2 separate regions of the Zea mays genome follow, and region 1 is linked to region 2. Evidence: chromatin contacts called from public Hi-C data. All regions are on one chromosome and are shown on one strand. Each heading gives the region's core, a stretch centred on a gene start, on an enhancer-like site or on the middle of the called end of the contact. The rest is flanking DNA. Distances are from core to core; before and after follow the strand shown. Region 1 holds the start of LOC100282826. Region 2 holds the start of LOC100273702 (putative protein kinase superfamily protein).

Region 1 (2,700 bases), core at 180-2,679, 500 kb after region 2:
TTCAGGATGCGAATAGCAGATTCCCTCATCATTGTCTATAGTTGGAATAAATTCATCAATGAGCACATGTGGTCTTGAATCTCCCAGGCCAACCTTTTGTTCTAAATGTTGAAGCAACTCCAATTCAGAAGGATCAAACTTGACTCCAGCAGGCAGCCCAGGCCACTGCATGGCAACCTGCAGAATGCAGGAAAAACTTGCTCAGATATGTAACACCTAACAGCTGAATATGATCTGAAAGCCAAATACCCCTTCTCCAACAACCTAAACAGAACAAATGCACTTACATCGCTGTTATCAATAACATAACTGCAGTTTGGGCATTCCCTCCGTGCTTCTGCAATCAGTTGGCTTATTTGGCGATTAGCGCTAGGATTTGCATATCTTATTTTCTTAGCAATTCCCCTACATGTTATCAGCCATGACCTGTAACAAAAGAAGCACATTGTTGCTGGTCCCAAAAGAAGTACTTGCACAAGATAATTTGAAGACAGACGTGCTCAAAATAGTTGAAATTTATGTATTAAAATACTAGTCGTCCATGTGTAGCAGAAACATGAATTGTCTGATGTCCCATTCTTGAAAATAAAACCCTGGCGAGAACAATTGGTGGCTGGAGTCCAGTGGCAAAGCATAGAATGAACAACCTAAAATGTTAGCCACACGTCAGGGCAGAACATCTGCTCTGTTTCTCTGCTCCTTTTATTTTTGTTTCTCATCCCCAATCTGGGCATGGATGCAAAACTGTTCATGATAAAAATTTGACTCGAAGCAGCGTGCTAGTGCCAGCAGAAGTAATTGTAATCCAAGACCTTTTGAAGCTAATGCTACACATCGGTACTACCCTGACCCCGTTGCAACCTTTTGACACTAATGCTACACATCGGTACTACTATACTGTTGTGATTCAAATACAATGCAAACCTCTGTAATTCCCACAATCGAAAAAAGCCGGTTTCGCTCACAAGTCACGGCACCGGCCAAGGCAGATCAGAGTCCGACATAGGAACTCGCAAGTCATCCAATCTGATCCAAATGAGAGGAACGCGCGACCCAGAAGCCGCATTCCTATAGTGCAGAAGGGGTGTAGAAGAAGGGGCCCTCGCAAACACTAAACCCTCGCCTGACCAAACCCGAATCCCAAATGCGCCGCGTGATCGAGGCAAATGATGTCGAGATCGAGAGAGAGAGAGAAATGAAGCGGAGGGTGACTAGTACCTCGCCATAGTGGCGCGCGGGGTCCGCGCCGGCGAGTGACGTCGGGCGAAGGGGCGGCGGCGGCGGAACGGCGCCTACTGGCTACCGCACCCGGTCCGGATGCGTGCGCGGCCGGCACGTCCGCCGCGCCGACCAATTATAACGCCCTCCCGTTCCCAGATCCCAGTCTCCCCCCTACTGGCCACTGCTGCTATTGGCGACAGGGGTGGGTGTGAAGAGGGAGGGCTTGGAAATCGCAAGGCGGAGGCGGGAAAGCTCGTGGCACGGCGGGGACTGGGAAAGGCGGGCGACCGTTGCAGCTTCCTTCGCCCCGACCCTTTCCTTCCTTGGCAAGCCGCGCACGCGAACCGAGATTGCTCGCGCGCTCGTTCGTTTGATCGTTTCGTTCCTTGCCTCTTCATCGCGGAGCCCATGATCCATGGCTACATGCCTGACGCCGCTCCCGCAAGCCCAGCGTCTGTCCAAGAATGGGCGGTCCGGCCCAGATCGCGCTCGTGAGGCGATGCTAGCCCGTTTCCTTTCCCTCCTCGGCAACGTTTAAGTGTGGGCCGAAATATGCACGCCCGTTCTGCGTCCCCGTCGTGGGCTCCCCGATGGAGAGAGAGAGAGAGGCGACAGCACTCACATTCACGAAGATTCGTGTGGGTAGCAGGACAGTGTGGGAGTTTACAGTAGGTTTGACCTTTGAAGGGACGTTCAGTTGTATAGTAGTTAGCTATGTGCCTCGCTCTTACCTGTAACCTATCCACCTCAACAGAAAGCCTCAGCAGTGCACCGGCCGGAAAACAAAGGCTGACGTGACGAACGGGGAAGAAAGGATGGACTAGGATCGCCGGCGCCGGTCGTGCCGTACCAACCGACTCAAGTGGCCGGTCAACACTCTCAAGCGATTCGTAAGAACGTACAGAAAAATGAAGGGCTGCAGGCTAAAGCTGAACGCACAACTAACAGTAGCTAATACTACAGGCATCCCACAAGTGCCCCACTGCAGAAGATAAATAAATTTACGTACAGTGATGGGTAGCTGACTGCCCTCTCCGGCCACAAACCCCCCACCCCCACGCGAATCTTTACCGAAAGGTTGGTGGCCAAATAACAATATCGTAACTTAATACTGTAGTTCCTAAGGCTCTCTTTCCAACACAGGATTTGTTTTTCTGTTTAATATGTTTTTCTCTATAAAAATAATCTGGTTTCTGAAAAAACATTCATGTTGGATACCGGATACGGAGAGTATAAATACTCGTTTTTGGAATACAAATTTGGATGCTTTTATATTTAGGACTGATATAGGTAGTATCTAGATAGTACAACTTAGTATTCGGAGCGAGAACTATCCATTAAACATCGGATATTCAGAACAGATACGGGCACCGGGGTTTTGGGTGCCCTTTTTTTCTTGTACAATATTTTTAATAAAATCATAACCTTTAAATATGAACTCGTATTGCATTTCATCACATTTTTATTTGAACACATATT
Region 2 (2,700 bases), core at 159-2,658:
CAAATAAGTAGTGACGGAGGAAGCAGTGGGGCGGACGGGGCTCAAGCCACCCTATCGTTCCCGAGTCTATGGAACCCTACTAAAGCCTCTCCTACAATTTAAAACGTACAAATATAATGTAGAAGAGGTCTCATATACTATATCGATTTAGTTCAACCTCTTCTAAAACTTTTTAGGGCTCCGTCCCTATAGATAGGAATGAAATGTTGCTAGTTGTTGGAACTGTCCTGACACGTGGTTAGGTGGGTCCAACACTCAGGAGACAAGTGGGATCAGGTGCACAATGAGACAACAAGCAAAGAACTGTAGAGCTTTGTTATGCTTGCCCCATCTGTATAGGGTAGGGTATTTATAGGTGACCAGGAGGGGTAATGGGTCCCTAAGTACTGTTACACCCCTAGTTACCTGCTATATTCCCAGAATATTTCTCTCAACGAGTCATTACAATGGGTGGAGTACCGTAATCCGGTCGTACTACAAAATCTACCCGCAAGGGGGCTTACAAGTGGGCCTAGATGACAACCGGGGGGGGGGGGGGGGGGGGGGGCGGAGTCCTCGGCTTCTTCGTAGTCTCATGAAGTCTCAAGTCTCCACCTGCGTGTCGCACCCTTGGTTCAGCGAAGTCAGCGTCGGAGGCAGAGCCTCCGTGGTTCAGCGAAGTCACGTCCTTGCCTTCGCTTGGTCCGGGCATCACCGTCGGTGAAATGCCTTGGGGGAAGGGGGTGACTGGGGCCCTCTGCTTAACTCCCTTGTGAGAAGTCGTGTGAAGACTGCTATGTGTCGAAACTGAAGTACCCTTCGTCTGATGCTCATGTGTAAAAAATATTTTTTTGTAGTCGGATTAGATAGATCGAGGTCAAGTTCAGCTTCCGCCCCAACATTAGTTCCTGGTTTTCCCATAATCCTACATGCATATCCGGTGGCAGTCGAAATTAAGGCTACATGGAAGAATCAAAAGTTTCAGCCCAAAACTACCAAAGTTTGTCCATCTGATCTACTATAGAACGAAGCCATATTCGACGGAAATGTACAATTATTTTATAAAATAGTCCGAGAAAAATGAGATTGCACGTGAATTACAAGATTTTACTTTAGCCACTATATATGTTGTCGTAGTTATTTTTGTTTAAGAGTGTCACTTTAGACCTAGTTTAGATACTCTATTATTAACCCTAATCCACATGTATTGAGGTAAATTATGGTGTAACTTAAAGTAATTTACACCGTAATCACCTCAACACAGTAATCAAACAAAGCCTTACAGACGCACGTAATCGTCGTGATGAGCAATACTTGTTTTGTATTATGCCATTATTTTACATCGCGGGTATTTAGCGGTTTCTCACAGACGTTGTAAATATGGCCACAAATTAGTAGCAGCCCACTGCCCACCGAGGCAGAGTAGAAACCCCATCATGCCGCATCACGGCATCACGCGCGTGCCTTCCTCGACCCTCGCTACTGCTACTGTCTCGTCTCTTGCTCGCATCGTCTGGGGACCGCGGAGCGGCGGCGGCGTGGCGCAGCGGCACGGCAGCCTCCCCCTCGCTCCTCCTACTCCGGCTCTTCCCCTCTCCCCCTCAGCCCTACGCCCCTGCGCGGCTGCGTGACCTGCGTCCAGCCGCAGCGGCTGGTGCCCATCGGCGGCAAGTAGCAGAGCAGCAGCAGCCGCCGGCGGTCCTCCCCTCCCCCTCGGCCTCGCTCCGGCTCTCCCAGTCCCAGCTCGAGCTCCGTACTGAAGGTTGAAGCAAGGTGAGCACAGCCAGATCCATTTCTTCAGAGTAAGACTTGAGATTTTATTTTATTTTATTTTTGCATCGCGTATATAGCATAGCCAGCCGTTAAATCCTGACTCCGCCACTGGTCCCCAGGCCTCCATCTTTGAGACCCTCGCGGGCGACGAGCTCTAGTCTTCTGTTCCTGCTGTGCGAGACGGAGCACCCAAACCCAAGCTATTTATATTCGGATCTGATCTGATCCAATTACAAGTGTAGTTTACACGTACTGTGCCTACAACCTCGATTTTCCGTCTCCTCTTTGCAAAGAAGTATTGAATGTATACTGGGTATGCGTCCTAAATTAAGCTGCGTGCTTATTGTAGAAGCCGCGCATAAAAAGGTGGCCCTTCTGGAAGGATCGCGCGGGCCAAGCATGTCTATCACCATCATGAGTAATACCGGGTCGTGATGCAATGGCGTGCGCTGTTTTTTTTTCGTGATAGTTGGTTGACATGAAAAAAATTGCTGTAGTTTTGCTGGACCGCGTTCAGGCCACCCACTGGTTAAGTTTAGGTACCCTTGCATTTGCAGTGTTTATGGAATTTATTAGGCTTCTAGTACTTCATTCTTTTTTTTTTACTTCTGCTCGAGTAACATTCTAGTTCTTCTCTAGGTGGTCAGAGGTACTATCATGGTAGCCTGATGTGGAATTTAGTCTAATGTGCATGATCATTCTGTTGCATTCATTTCCGTTGATGTGCTGTGTCTTTTCTACTGAACTTGTGAATGCTTCCAGAGTAGATTTTGTCAAATACAAAGGACCTTCTAGCACACAGCCATTTCCTGCTAGGTTTTGTTAACGTGTACTAAGCTATTGTGTATTCGACAAATGCTATTTTTGGATGGTATTCAATCGCTGCTTCAAACTATAAAGGTATACCTGGGCCTCATGTACACACCATTACTTGGGCACAGGTAATAA

Evidence for each region. A called contact is a pair of places that touch in the nucleus more often than the background predicts.
Region 1: a contact with region 2 is called in a Hi-C map of leaf, with 4 times the contacts expected there. The contact joins the promoter of LOC100282826 here to the promoter of LOC100273702 in region 2. A contact is called at or near these places in 2 of 25 Hi-C or Micro-C datasets (ear and leaf).

Annotation. Positions count from the first base shown.
Region 1 is chr4:135,506,593-135,509,292 of Zm-B73-REFERENCE-NAM-5.0, forward strand. LOC100282826 reads right to left here and starts at 1,430. Exons shown (of 6, transcript NM_001397644.1): 1 at 1,219-1,430; 2 at 288-426; 3 at 1-177. The coding sequence starts at 1,226.
Region 2 is chr4:135,003,871-135,006,570 of Zm-B73-REFERENCE-NAM-5.0, forward strand. It overlaps LOC100273702 (putative protein kinase superfamily protein), which reads left to right and starts at 1,409. Exons shown (of 8, transcript NM_001360295.1): 1 at 1,409-1,752; 2 at 1,872-2,001.